Regions from separate parts of the Mus musculus genome. Here region 1 is linked to region 2. A link is a contact called in public promoter capture Hi-C data. All regions are on one chromosome and are shown on one strand. The core of a region is the stretch at or near the end of the contact, and the rest is flanking DNA. Distances in the headings are between cores, read along the strand shown. Region 1 has its middle 28 kb from the start of Gm22645. Region 2 holds the start of Tekt4 (tektin 4).

What was found. Promoter capture Hi-C pulls out the DNA fragments that hold promoters and counts their contacts.
Region 1: a contact with region 2 is called in a promoter capture Hi-C map of neural stem cells. The contact joins the enhancer-like site here to the promoter of Tekt4 in region 2. A contact is called at or near these places in 9 of 39 promoter capture datasets (the C10 cell line, the HPC-7 cell line, cranial neural crest and 6 more), 1 of 15 datasets of contacts at CTCF or cohesin (the NIH/3T3 cell line), 1 of 484 Hi-C or Micro-C datasets (embryonic fibroblasts), 6 of 115 datasets of contacts at active chromatin or transcription factors (craniofacial prominence, embryonic basal ganglia, embryonic forebrain and 3 more) and 2 of 9 other capture datasets (embryonic stem cells and pancreatic islet).

Annotation. Positions count from the first base shown.
Region 1 is chr17:25,663,111-25,670,056 of GRCm38.p6, reverse strand. No RefSeq gene overlaps it. Among named protein-coding and RNA genes, the nearest start is that of Gm22645, 28 kb to the left of the region's middle. Within about 2 kb of position 1,411, at least 18 of the 459 cell types and tissues checked have an H3K27ac peak or open chromatin away from gene starts, as enhancers often do. A contact at or near this core is called in neural stem cells and oligodendrocyte precursor cells, where this site is marked.
Region 2 is chr17:25,466,820-25,474,435 of GRCm38.p6, reverse strand. It overlaps Tekt4 (tektin 4), which reads right to left and starts at 2,846. Exons shown (of 6, transcript NM_027951.1): 1 at 2,181-2,846; 2 at 630-700; 3 at 177-320. The coding sequence starts at 2,714.

The DNA of each region.
Region 1 (6,946 bases), core at 162-2,661, 200 kb before region 2:
TCCTTCTGGGGCAGGTGAGGTCTGGGAGAGGCTGGGCAGACTTGGGGTTGAGAGCCCCATCCAGGCTGTCTGCTCTTGTGCTGGCTGGGAGGGTACCCCTGAAACCACTCTGGGCCATAACCAGATTTCCACTCTGCCTGGACACATTCATCTCCTGGGGCTCTGACAAAGGACCACATGTGGGGGCTTCAAATGCTGGCTTATTCTCCTACAGTCTGGAGGCAAACGGTCCAAACCAAAGTGTGGGCCATCCTATCTCCAAGGACTCAGGATTCCGCACAGTCCCCCCAGCTCCGGGGACTCTGCTGTTTTAAGTTCCTGTTTCATCTTCAAGCAGCTGTCTTCCCTGATATGCTGATCTCTCTTTCCCTTCGCTCCCTTCTCCTCTCCTTTCCCTCCCCCTTCTCTCACAGCTGGGGATAGAATCAAGGACTCCACATCTGGTAGTGAATATTTACCACTAAGCTGTAGGGCAGCCCCCTTTACATTTTTTAAATTTTAAGACAGTCTTGCTAAATTGCTCTCCATCCTCCTGCCTCTGCCTCTGGGGAGCTGGGATTATAGGCATGCACCCTGATGCTCAGGCTGCAGGCTTGGTGATTCCTTCCAGTAACTTCAGCACTGCAGAGAGGCAGAGGCAGAGGCAGAGGCAGAGGCAGAGGCAGAGGCAGAGGCAGAGGCAGAGGCAGAGGCAGAGGCAGAGGCAGAGGCAGAGGAGGCAGGAGGATTGCAACAAGTTTGAAGCCATTGAGGCTGCATAATGAAAGCCTGTCTCAGCTCTCACAAACAAACAAACAAACAAACAAACAAACAAACAAACTTGTGAACAAATTAGGGCAACCCTAATCCTGGACAGCTATATCATATGATCTTTATTAAATCTGCAAAGACCCTATTTTCAAAGGTCACATTCTGAGGTCCTTGGTTGGGATGAGTTTGGGGACACTATTCACCTCTCTACAGTGGCATTCTCTGTAGTGGAGGGACATTAGAGAGAGGGATCTGCCTAGATGGTCATAGGTGATGACAAGTCGAAGAAGTCTCGTGAAGGAGCTGGTGACAGTGATGTCTGGACCTGTCCTCACCCTGACCTCAGACCTGAGCTGTCCACCTCTGCCGCCAGGGTACAAAAGGGAACTGTACACAGACAGGGCTGGAGCCAGTCTGCAGCTGTGCAGCCATGGTGTGGGGTAGGGCAGTGATAGGGATACAGATGGTCCGATCACTGTTTTGCGTTTCCTTGTCCCAAGCCATGAGTGGGAGTGGTGTGGGGAGCTGTAGCCACTTGACAGACCCCCTTCCCCACCCCCCGCTGCCCAATTAGACTTCCCCTCCCCCAACTGGACAGCTGGCTCCTTAAAGATGAATCCCCATCATTGAGATGCAAATGTTGCTCACCCACAGAAGGCCCAGCTGCAGGGCTGGCACCAGTGCCCCTGGCAGCCCAGGTGCTGGTGGCAGAGCCAGGAGGGATTCGTGACCTCTGCTAAGGACAACCACCTTGCTGAGACTCTGGCCCTGCTGAGCTAGTGGCAAATTTTCTGGCTTTCTTATGGGCCAGGTAGACACCCTGGCCCCTCTGCTCAAAGACATGAGTTGACGCCAAGGACTCAGTATAGAGCTCAGCAAAGATCAGCATGACAGGGACCCAGAGGGCTGTACCATTAGGGAAATGACCTGGAGGAAGATCGGCAGATGGGGCTCCAGTTCAGGGCTGATGTATGGATGAGGTATGGTGGATCAGGCTGATGTATAGATGATGGACAGTGGGTGCTGCCTCACAGCCACAACTTCCCTGTCTCCAGTTTCCAAAGGAACCCAGAGAAGAACATCTCCAATGAGCAGAGAGGGAAGGTCAGGGAGGAAGGTGTAGCCAGTATCATCAGGAAAGTCATGTGACCTTCGAACCATCATGGAGACCACAGGGAGATTTTTCTCACAGTTTTTATGTGCTCATTAGAAAACACCCACCCACCCTGATGTTCTTTATTTTATGATAAATGCAGATTTAACACTGAATATCTAAAACTGGAACTTTTTTTCTCTGCCTCCACCCAAGTGCTGGGATTGAACTCAAACACATGGAAAACGGTTGGCAAAACAGTGTGTGCTGTTTCCACAAAGTGAACCTCCAAGTAGCACAGGTAAGTGACGACACGTGACCAGAGACCCAGCAGCCTGTCTCCAAGACAGGGTGCCTTCCCTGGAATCTGCATCATCCCCTTGGGCTTGAGCATCCCACTTCCCTGAAGTGGATGGAGCACCTCCTGCCTCCCTGGTACCCACAGGCACACAGGGCTGGGGATCTGCTGCTGCTGCTCATGAATGCCAGAGCCACTGCCAGCAGGAAACCTCGCCTGCTGTATGCTTTGTGGTGGGTCAGGCAGTGTGGCACAGAAAGAATAAAGCACTGGCCAGGTTTGAGAGGTGGGTGTGGGGTCTCCGGTGTAGAATCACTGCTGTGTGTCTTCAGCAGCCAATAGTATATACTGGAGCCCCGTCTTTCTCGCAGGGACCTCATGTGGCTGTGGCCGGCTGTGGTGTCACACTCTCTGTCCTGCCATTCATCGCTATGGAGATGCTGCTCTGAGCAGCATTGCTATGTAGCCCTACCCCACGTATTCAGCAAAGAAGGGACAAGGTGCCAAATTTGAAGCTTCTGTTTTAAGAGTTTTTAGTGTTAGTTCTTTGGTTTAGGAGCTTCATTCATTTGCATCATCATCACTGTCACTGTCACCGTCACTGTCACCATCATCATCCTCATCACTGAGGGTAGAACATGAGGACTCATGTGTTTTAGACAAGTACTCTGCTTGAGCCCACACCTCAGCTCTAGAGCTCACCTTTTTTACTAAAACAACTTTATGTGTATGAGTACTTTCAGAGTATTCATGCTAACTGCTCCACAAGCACCCGTGACAGCTGATGAGGCCAGGAGAGGGTACTGGATGGTACGGGATCCCCTGGACCTGGAGATACAGATGGTTCTAAGCTTCCATATGGGTGCTGGGAACTGAACTGGGGTTCCCTGTAAGAGCAGCAAGTGCTCTTCTATAAAAGCCATCTCCAGCCCCCGAAGTTCATCTTTTTATTTTTTTGGACTGGGGAAAGGTTTTTTATTGTGGATAAGGGAGAGAGGCATCTGGAGGAGTTGGGAGAAGAGAAAGCAGCAGATTGGACATAGCCAGGGCTGGAGCAGTGTGTGTGCATGTGGGCATTTGCATGCATGTGTGTGTGTATGTGTGTGTGTTGGTGCCATGGCCTGCATGTGGGGGTCAGAGGGCACCGGTGGGAGTCCTGGGGTTGGTGGTACCTTCATGTGCTCAGCATCTCGCCAGCCTTGACTTGAGGAAAGAGAGCTGCTCCTGTCCTCTGCATGTTGTCAGCTGCCTTGTCTCAGCAATGCCCACTCCAAACCGGTTTGGGGCAGAGAGATGGCTCAATGGTTAAACCCTGTTCTTTCTGGTTCCCAGCACCTTGGGGACCCTTAACTCCAGCTTCGGGGGACCCAATGCTCTCTTCTAGCCTGTCAGTACTCCCAAACACGATACACACTTTCCCCACACACATATAGAAAATTCCAGAAAGTCGCATTTCCTGTTAGATGAGATGGGGGTGTGCTCGGGGCTATATGGCCACAGACAATATTTCTTATTATGAAAAGAAAGACAATGGTGTGTTTCTTTCCCTTTGCATGCTTTTAAAGCTCTTGTCAAAAGCATTCCAACAGACATGTCAGCGTCTCCTGGGCATTTTACTTTTTCCTTGAGATAGGCTGTCACTCTGTAGTCCAGGTTGGCCCCAAATTCACGGTGGTGTGTGCATGTGTGTGTACGTGTGTGTACATGGGAACCAGAGGCTGACATTGTTGACTGCAGTGATTTCTAAGCACCTTATTTTTTTGAGGTCGAGTCTCTCACTAAATCCGGAGCTCAATCAATCTGGGATGGTTGCCCAGTGAGCTCAGGAGTCTGCCTGTTTCCTCTTCCCCAGCGCTGGGGCTACAGCCAAGCAACCGTGCAGCCTGCCTTTTCTGGGGCTTCTGGGGTATTGAACTCAGGTCGTCATGCTGTGTGGCAGACACTTCACAGCCAGCAGTGTTCCAGTATAACACTGATTTTGTCATTTGCAGTTCTACACAAGTTTGGAGCTAGGGTTCCCGTTCTATAGAGACTACTGGAATTGTGTCAGGATTGCAAGGCAGCCACCGTGAGGAGCACTGGCTCCCGGGAGTGACATTTTCAGGTGACCTGTCACCTGCTCTTCTGTCTTCAGTCCCCTTTAACACCATGTTATGGTTTCACCCATCTGGCTGGCTTCCTTCAGGCATCTTGCTATCCTGTGAGACGGTACGGTACGTGACGATGCTTCCTTGGTTCCATTTACTAACCCAAGTGAGTGGGAAGCTTTTGGCAGTGGAAGCAGCCACAGGACTTCAGCTGGCTGGGGACCAGTGCATGAGGAGGGTACATCACCTCTGCTGGATGATGGAGAGGGAAGGATGCATCCTGGTGAGCTGCCAACTGTTAGGGGACCAATAGTCAGGCCCAGCATGGCACCTCAGGGAGATAGTGCCTGGTGACTTTGGATCCTGAGTTTGAAATCAGGTGTAGAGAGTCTAGTATGACTGTCTTCTGTCATCCCAGAGCCCATGTCCGGCTCCTGGCCGATGTCCGCTAGCCCAGGTCACTAGCAACTAGCATACACTGGACCCTAACCTTGCTTTTGCACATCCTACAGAGTGAAGTTGGGGCTAATCACGTCACAGCTGCTATGTCCACTCACCCCCAACCCCTGGAGTGGGAATTTGGGTAGAGAAGTGCAGAAACATACCCTAATGTTAGACAGTACTGCTAAGTGAACCTGAGTTCTCCCCTGTCCCCCGGCCCAGCCCGGCACCCAAGCTTCCTACGTTTGTCCCAGTGCCCTCCAACATGGAAATTTCTTCCTTGGGTTCTTCCGTGGAGGGAGCATGTGCCCAGGGGCAGATGGGCACGTCCTTTAGCATGCTACAGTTAACCTGGTAGACTCACATGGCATGACTGCTGCGCTAAGGGACAGGATGAGACCCCTCTCCACCTGGACGCTGACCAGTGCAGCAGTATGGCCCCAGTGTAGTCAAGGCATGGGTGTGAGTGGGGCTCCCCAGGGATGGCCTTAGAGCAGACTCCTTGGCTGGAGTGATCCAGTGGGGTATAAAGATCATTTGCTAAGGGAGCTGGGGGCACCTCTCAGCCTCAACAAGGGGATCTTTGAGGATACATGTATATTGGGAGGGCCTACATCTGTCAGAGGTAGAAACCTGTAAGTGCCTTCTAGATCAGGACATCAGGTCCCTGTGCTGTCCTTGGTGAGCAGACACATAGCGTGACTGACTCACCACTGTCAGGACCCGTCTACCCTAGGGTGAGCTTGGGTAGGGTGGGGCTATCCACAGTCAGAGCTGCTAAGTCTCTTCAGTGGGTCCCTAAGGCCACCAGAGAGAGCAAGATGACCAGGGGCTGTGGACAGTGATAAGCCTTGCTTAATGTTTACCAAGGGAATGACCTGGCCACTAACATCCATTCCAGCTTGTCCACTGTGACTCCTGCTGGGCTCTGCCGGCTTGAGGCCCTGATCCATGCTGAGGGCCAGTGTCATCAGATGGGCACTCCCTGTAACCCCCACTCAGTGTGGCTCTATTGGTGCCCTCATCCCATTTCAAGAGTAGCTCACGACAGCAGCTACCACATGGGGTAAAAATCAAGAGGCAGCTGGGCGTGGTGGTGCACACCTTTAACCCCAGCTCAGTTTGAAGTCAGCCTGGTCTACATAGGGAGATCTGTACCCAAAGAACCAACAAGGATGTCAGTCACTAAGCCTCCATGTCATACAGCATGACTGTTGTGTGAGCAAATCCATGACACATGATGCAGCACAGGACTCAGCATGGCATCTGGGTGGAGATGACATTCTGAAACCAGCAGGGGACCATCTATTACCTGTCCTCTGTCTGCAGTCTGTCTGTCAGATCCTGTCTCTCTTACAAGAGGCATCCTGGTAGATTCTGGTTGCCCCAGGGCCTGGCTCCCTCCCACAGCTCTTGTCCCCTGCATAGGTCGAAACACCGTTTTTTAGCTCTGCTGAACCAGCAGCCCCCTCCCCAGGATCCTCAGGAAGGAGGGGGCACATGGCTGGACCGATGCCAGAAGTCTACATCTGGGGGCCTGAGGTTTCTCCCACTGAGCCCCGAGACTGCGGTCTTGGCAACCGGCAAGGGCATGGAGGGCTCACAGTGAGCTAGGTGCCACTCTCCCGGGTCACCAGAATACCCAAGCAGCTGCCATCCCTGCTGAGGGCCCCACCCCCCACGTCTACCGCCTGGGGTATGGCTGGGCCGCCCCCAGGAAGGGCTGCTCAGGCTGCAGGCTGCCAGTCACTCCTGTGGTGGTCATGGCAGACTTGCTGGCTCCAGTCTCATAGCTCTGAGGCTGTCTGTCCCTGACACACACAGGGCGCCCTGTTTCCTTGGGAGCTGGAACACGGGCTCTCTGTTTGCACCTGGGTTGGCCGTCCCTCCCCAGCCAGGCTGAGGGGGTGCTCTGCAAGGCCACACTTGTGCCCCCCTCGACCAGCCTCCTCAACTGAACCTTTTTTGTTGTCCTTTCTGGGATCCTCTGCAGTGTGGCCCAGGGACAGGCAACATGGGCCCCAGACACCATGCTTAGCAAGCAGGGGGATGGGGAGGTATTCCTAGAGTCTCTGCTGTCCTTGTAGCTGGTGAGCCTGGGCAGTTGTGCGCAATCTGGGAAGGGAAGCCTTAAGCACTGCTGGCCAAGGTTCCCACTGACATGGCTCTGCTTGGTTCTCCACAGGTCACCCACGGGAGACTGGAATATGACCACAAGCTGGTGACAGGGCTTCTATCCATTTGCATATATCCTACACTGGAGCGTGCAAGGGATTC
Region 2 (7,616 bases), core at 1,597-4,096:
TTGTGGGTGCCAGGCACTTGAGTAAGGGGCTTTCCAGTTAGTCCACCCCAACAGCAGACAGAGGTTCCCCAGGAGAGCTGGGCCAGGTTCTCGTGGGGGCAGGAGTCCTTCCTCAGATTTTGGAAGTAGAGCGGAGAGTGGCAGGGACAAACGGGTTACAGAGCCTAGAATCCTACCTCTCCTCGAACTTGCTGGAATGCGGATAGAACTGCACCTGGGTGCTCTCATTGGTGTAGCGGGAGCAGGTATCGTCAATGTTGTAGACTTCCACTTTGTCCGACCAGTTCATCTCACACGACTCCTTATGCTCCCTGTTCAGCCTGGAGGGCATGAGGGGGGGGGGCGGGGTTTAGGGCTCACTGTGTGCCAGGGAGCCCTGGGAAGCAGGCCCCATTTCAGCTCCAGTTTGTGCTCAGACAGCCTTCCATGGCCAGCAGTGCCCAGGTTCCAGAGCAAAAGTGGAGATGGTTGTATTCGCTGAGCAGAGCCTGCATTCCACTAGCTAAGATTTGGAAGCCTTCTGACCTCTCAGCCACAGTGTCAGGTCCCTACCTGTCCTGCCTCCACCTCAGACCAGCCTTGGGGACAGAGTCCAGCCCTCGGGTCCCTCAGGGGCTGCTGTGACCCACCGTATCTGGTCCACGGCTTGTCCTATCGTCCTCTTCAGGAGTTCCTGGATGTTCCTGATCAGCTCGGTTTCCTGGAAATGAGACCGGTCCTCTCTGAGCAACCCTGCTCAGAGACTCGGGGACTCAGCAGGAGCCAAGGTATGGACCTCACCAGCATTGACTTTTTGCCTTAATCTCTGTCCCCCCTCCACCCCCAGAAAAAGGTTCAGCCCTTGTGTGCGACGTTCACTCCGGGTAGTGTTAGCATGTTGCAAGTGAGTGTCTCCTCTAAAGGGTATCTTTTTGCTGTTGGGTCACCTAAGACAGCTGTCCAGACTCTGGGATCATCCCCAAAACTCCCACAGTTTCCTGAGGAGCATACCAGCCTTATATCGAGCTCTATACTGCCTCTGAGGAACTCAAGCCCACGGGACATCAGATGCCCTCTGTCTGCCCACTTCCCACCAAGAATAGGTAGGAAACTCTAAGTTTCCTTTAACCCCAACATTTTCTGGGTGCCAGGATTATCTTGTGCTCAAACCCACCTGGGCCATGATCTCCAGTGTCCAGTGTCCTCGGTCCCTCTCCCATCTCTGCACCCACTGGCCGAAGTGGGCAAGGCCTAGGGGTAGGACAGGAGTTCTCTGGGGCCCCAGCCTGGCGGTTTATTCCCCAGCTCCATCATTCATCCTTGCCCATGGGCCTGAGGCTACCACAGGAGGCGCCAGCTCTGAGGAATTCCCAGTTGTGTGGCACCCAGGCTGAGTGGCCCCATAATCACACAAGACTCCCCAAAGCAAGCTGCGCTGGGGTTTGAGGGAAAGGTACCCGATGAAGGGAGGGGGACGTGGCAGGGTTTGTTTTCGGTTCAGTTTGGGTTTTGGTGTTTGTTTAAGAGTCTCATATGTAGTCCAGGCTGGCCTGGAGCTCGTGTTCCTTCCTCAGTTTCCCTGACACTGGGATTATAGTGTATACTAGGAGAACATTGAAGCTCAGGCTCTGGGGTTCTGGGGCTCTGGGGAGAGAGAGCAGATGCCATGGGCATCCACAAGCCCTCCATACATGCAACACTGGCTGGCCCGGCTTTCTACCCTGAACACCAATAGCACTGCAAGGGGCATGCATGGTGGTACGGGGGAGCCTTTGGCTTAGCCAAAAACAAAACAACCTCAGCCAGAAGAATGTGGCGCACGCCTTTAATCCCAGCACTTGGGAGGCAGAGGCAGGTAAATCTCCTAGTTTGAGGCCAGCTTTGGTCTACAGAGTGAGTTCCAGGACAGACAGAGATACACTGAGAAATCCTGTCTTGGAAAACAGACAAACAAAAAAGCCCAAAGCCCACCACCACCGACAACAAAAATCCCCTCAGAGTCAGACTGAACGTCTTTGAAATCTTATGGGCTGGAAGGAATCCCACAAGAGAGAAAGTTACTTGGATGTGGTAGAAATTCCGCTATCTGAAGGATCAGGAGTCCTGCATAGGCACAGTGCTGTGTGAACCCTAAGGCCCTGTGTTATCTCTATGAGAGCCAGAGCCTGCCTCCCACGCTGAGCCCGAGCCACTGGTTGCACCTTCAGTAGCTCCACCTCCACATAGTCCCGGACAAGGTCTGGGTGCTGGCGGCGTTCTCTGCACTGCAGGTTGTCAGTAGCAATGGAGTAAGGCACGGAGGTGGCATCCAAGGCGCGCTGTAGCCGCAGCTTCTGGGCCATCATCAGGTCCGTCTCGGAAGACAGCTCGTCTATCTCTCGCTGCAGCTCTGACTTCCAGCAATGCATGTCCTCCAGGCGCTCTCCCACCTTTCTTGTGGAGTCAAGTTGTGTGCGCTGGGCCAGTGCCCCAGTCTCGGCTACCAGCTGCCCGCTCTCATGCCGCTGCCGCTCAGAGTAGTCCCGGTCTGCGAAGGCCTGGTGGTAGCGGGCATAAGAGTTCTGAAACCACTCGTCCCTCAGGTATTTGGCTGTGCGGAAGCCAGCGGTGGCCAGACCCGAGGACGTGTAGGCGCCAGTATTGCAGGCCACTTCATATTCTTTGCGCGGAAGCTCACAGACATCTATTGACTGTGGGGCCGGCTCCTTGGTCAGGAGCACGCCCGTTTGGGCCATGGTACCCACTGCCTGGCTAAGCAGGAAGGGAGGCGGAATGAAGAGAGGGTCACTGGGCAATTGTCCAGGCACGATCAATGGAGCAGTACTGGTCACTCTGTCCCAAGCAAGGTTCCTGGTTGCCTAAGGAACATTGTATACACCAACTGCCTCCTGTTGCTGAGCAACAGGGTCACTCAAGGGGGAGGAGCAGAACTGCCCTCTTAAAGGGCCAAGCAGTGTCTGGGAACATAGCTGGGTAAAAGGTAAAAATGTTTGCCTCGCAAGAACATGAGTTTGTTTCCCAGGACACAGGTGGGGGCAGGGGGGGATGGGTGTGGTGGCATATGCTTGCAATCCCTGCACTGGGACGGCAGAAACGGTTAATCTGTGGTGTTCACAGGCCAACCAGCCCAACTGTATTTGACGAGTGAAAGACCTTGTTGAAAATAAGGTTGGCCAGGCATAGTGGCAAATACTTCTAATGCCAGCACTCAGGAGGCAGAGACAAGTGGAGCTCTCTGATTTCAAGGATAGCACGGTCTACGTAGTGAGTTCCAGCTTGGTCTGGGCTATATAGCAGGACCCCCATCTCAAACAAAACCCCCAATAACAACAAAAACAGACAAAACCCCAAAATGGATGGTGCTTGAGAAATGTCCCCTAAGGTTTCCAATGCACACAAATACTCATATGCCCATGTGCGTGCGCATGCACAAGCTCTCTCTCTCTCTCTCTTTCACACACACACACACACAGACACACACACACACACACAGGCAATCCCCAACTCTCAACTCTTCACCACACTGTGATCCGAGCCACAGAGGCTCAGGACTTGTTCCCTGGGACCCTTGGGCTCCAGGGCTGGGGTAGTGAAGGGCCTTGGGGTCCAGGGCTGGGGTAGTGAAGGGCCTTGGGGTCCAGGGCTGGGGTATGAAGGGTCTTGAGGTCCAGGGCTGGGGTAGTGAAGGCTCCAAGGTCCCTGACACCCCTGCCCTCCTCCCTGGCTCCTTGGCTCCTTTTCTGAGATGTTCTTCCATGATCTGGTCCTGAGTGTGGGCTTTGCCCTGCTGGAGGAGGACGGAGGAGGTTCTGCCTACTTAACGACCCCTTTGGGTGATCTGTGGGAGGTGGGGGCCATGGAAATGTGAGCAGGTTCCTCAGCCTGAGAAGTGCCTCTCATCCTCAACATTACCCTAAGCCACCCTAGGACTCCACAACTTGGCCCATTGCGCATGTGGTCTGAACCCCGCATGCAGGCCCAGAGGACCAAACATCCACCCTACCTCAGCCTCCAGGACTCACTTTGGGACCTGAACCCATGAGAGTATCCACAGCCACCCTGACCCCATCTATTCCCAGGGCCACTGTGTAAGGGCCAGCCCCTCTTCTTCTTCCTGTATCCCATAGCTGGACTTAGATCAGAGCCTCCTGGGGATTTGGGTCAGTGTTCTGAAGGGGGTTCACCCACTGAATGTATCTGGAGTCACGTATCCTGATCTGCTCAAAAAGGGGAGGCACTTTCTGTCTGGGCAGTTGTTCCCAGGACACTAGTTAGATAGGAAATCCTGCCATCCAACCTGGGCATTAAGAAACCCTAGTCGATAGCCAGTGTGACCAAGAGAGGGCGACATTGACTGCAGAATGTGCCAGCCACCTATTCCTAGTTCCTGACCATTCTGTGGTCTTCCTCCCTCCCCTCCCACCTGGTCTTCCCCAGAGGCTCCTCACATACTAGGTCCTCTCTGAAAGAAATCCACACCCTTAGCCAGCACAGGGTCTACTGCCACAGCCCCTCAGCCTCTCCTCTCCCCACTGTCCTATCCCGTTTCCCGCCTCGAGAACCTCAGGCTCTCTCTGCTCAGTGCACAGGCTTGGTTTCACCCACACACCTCTGTCCAGGCTGTGCATTCCTCCCCGCCCCCCCCCCGCCCCGACCCTGTGCTGACTCCCTAGCAGTTAGCCCCTCACTCACTTCACACTCCATGTCAATCCTCTGGCAGGAGCCCCTGGCATTCCCACCAGTAGATGCTTTATACATGTGTAATTTGTGGGCAGAAGCCTTGAGAATTCATAACCAGATGGAGCAAGAGCTGCCACTGTTCCTCAAGAGCTAGAAGCCAAGAACCTTTGGGGGCCAGTGTGGGCCTCCCTCTGTCTCCTCTGTGCCTCAGTTTTCCCACATGGTAGTAGGTACAGAGCTACCCAGAGCACACCACAGTTTCTCCTTAGATTCATTCCTGACATGTGGAGCCAGGGACTGCAAAGGAAGAGAACTAGCCTGGGCCCAGTGACTCTACCTGATCTTCACCTGCAGTATTCAAGTACTGGGCACTGCAGGTAGCTGATGCTCCCATGGAACCCCCAGGCTAATGAGGAAGGCCAGGTCTCAATGTAGGTTCCCCTATGTCAAGATAGACTCCAAGGTAGAGCTTTGACCTTAGTCCCCAGCTTGAGGGGCCAAGACTCGCCAGACACCTTCAGGGATGTGTTGAGCCTTTGTCCCTATCATCCACGGCCTCTAGTCTGACCCTTGGTCCAAAGAAAGAGGCATTTGTGCTCTGAAGGTGACAGGGTGCAGTCCCTCCCAGCCTCTCTCCGCCCAACCCTTTCAGAGAGGAACACCAATCATTGCTGCTGAGGCCATCACAACTATACTCAAAGCTGGGGCTAAGTGGGAAACAGTCAGGTAAAGCCACAGTGAGCACAGACTGAATGGGATGTGTGGGCAGAATGGTGGTGCACTACAGGACTGTATGGAGTGGGGTGGGGTCCTCTCTCATGTTGCCCTTCTTCCTACATTGCAGTTACAGTGGGAAAATTGAGTCGGGGCGGGGGGGAAGGGCTTGTGAAAGTTCCCACATCACAGCTGCAGCATGATGGGGCTAGAAGTGCTAGCTCCATGGACTCTGCCTGTGTCCCCAAGAACCAGACCCCACCACACTGGACAGCCCTGCAGGATGCCTGGGAAACAGAGGGGCATCAGGACTGACCAAGAGTACAGCTGTCCCCTGCACAGATTTTTTTTTTTACAAACTCTAGACATCACAAGTGGGACGGACATGGGCAAAAGGGTCCCTTTCTTTTGAGTCTAGCCAGCAGCTCCCCAAGGCCAGAGGAGATTCCCTAGCGCTAGCCCCAATCGGCAAGGTTCTAAATGGGAGGGAAGCCATGCAGTCTCATAGACTCTACCCAGAACAGGCACAGCCTGCAGGCCCCAGGCTGAGACGGGCCCAAGGTCACGCTGACAGGACAGGGCCAACAAAGGAGAGACTGCCATCTGGCCACCTCCTATCCTGCGTGAAGTGACAACCCAAGGAGCCACCCTGGCTGGTGCAGACCCAGTGACAGGAGCAGTGGGAGGCACAGCCACATCTCTCCCCAGGCCAGTGGGACACTTTAATTACAGAAGGATCCAAAGCTCTTAGGCATCCCTGAGCCAAGGCTGCAGCGGGCAACAAGCAGGAAGGAGGAGCCAGCCAAGGACTTCCCGGAAGAAGAATCCTGGAGTCCAAGCATTGAAGAGCAATTTGGATAAAGATAGGAAAGAGCTGTGCAGGATATTAGGGGCGACCCCCTCCTCTGATGACTCCCAGGGCCATTGTGAAAGCCCTGTTTCCCATCCGTCATCAGGCCCTAGAAGATAAGACAACGCAAGAAGATGTGGCGTGGACACAGGCTGACAGAGGGCTGAGCCCAGTGGTCTGGCCTCAGAGGTAGGCACTGGGCATGAGCCTCTCCACTTGGCAAGGCAGGACCAGGCAGCTGATGGGCCAATGACTCACTCCCACTTGACCCTTGCCTCTCCCCAAACAGTGAGCACAAGGGACTCTGCCTTCCTGGGCAAGAGTGGGGCAAGACTCAGACAGGGAACTCTGAGAAAAGGCACGTGTGACTCAGGCTACCTGCCTGAAGGTGGCTAGCTGTGTGTCGTTGTCCAGAAAGCTGTGTCCACCTCAAGGACCCAGAGTTTCTCAGCCTGACACTTACAGTGTCCCCAGCCTCATGGGTGTAGTTTGCTTGAGAGGCTTCCCAGCCATAACACCAAGACTGTGAAAACAGACATTTCTCTAAATGTCCCTAAGATTGTCTCAGTCAGTCTAGCACTTGCCCCACAATCACAAGGACCCCAGGCTGGGTTTTCAACACCTCTGTAAAGAATGGGTGTGGCTGCACGCACCTCTAATCCCAGAGCTGGGAAGATGGATGCGGGAAGACCCCTGGGGCTTGATGGACAGCTAGCTTAGCCAATCTTCAAACTCCAGGTTCAGTTAGAGACTGTCTCGAATAATAATAACAACAACAACAACAACAATAATAATAATAATAATAATAAAAGCTATTGAGGATATCGAGAGGCCAGTCACTGTCCTCCACACATGTGTGCATACACATGCAAGCGAGCACACTTACATGTATACACCATATGTACACACATCTCCAAAACCATGCATGGCTTTGAAACTATAGAAAAGAAACTCTTGCTGGGTCTGATGGTGTTTGCCTAGAATCCCAGCTACTGGAAAGAGCAGGAAGATCGCAAGTTCAAGTTAAAGATTGTCTCAATATGAAAAGCAAAAGAAGGCTGGAATGTAGTCGGCAGAGCACTGTCCAGCAAGGACAAGAGCTGAGTTCTGTCCCGAGTACTACCAGAGCAGAACAAACCCCTAATAAATAAAAACAGAGAAATGAAGCCGTGCTTCAGTGAGGGGCTTTGAGTTACACCTTTCCATGCTTTAAACAGATCAACCACCTCTACACTCACCAAATAGGAAAAACAACAACATCTCAGAAACCCAGTATGGACATGATGTCTTTCCTGAGCATCTCGGCAGGTCATCTAGCTCTTTAGGCAAGATGCACGGGGGCTGCCCAGCCACTGAGTGATGCTAGGCTTTGAAATACAGCCATAGGAAATGA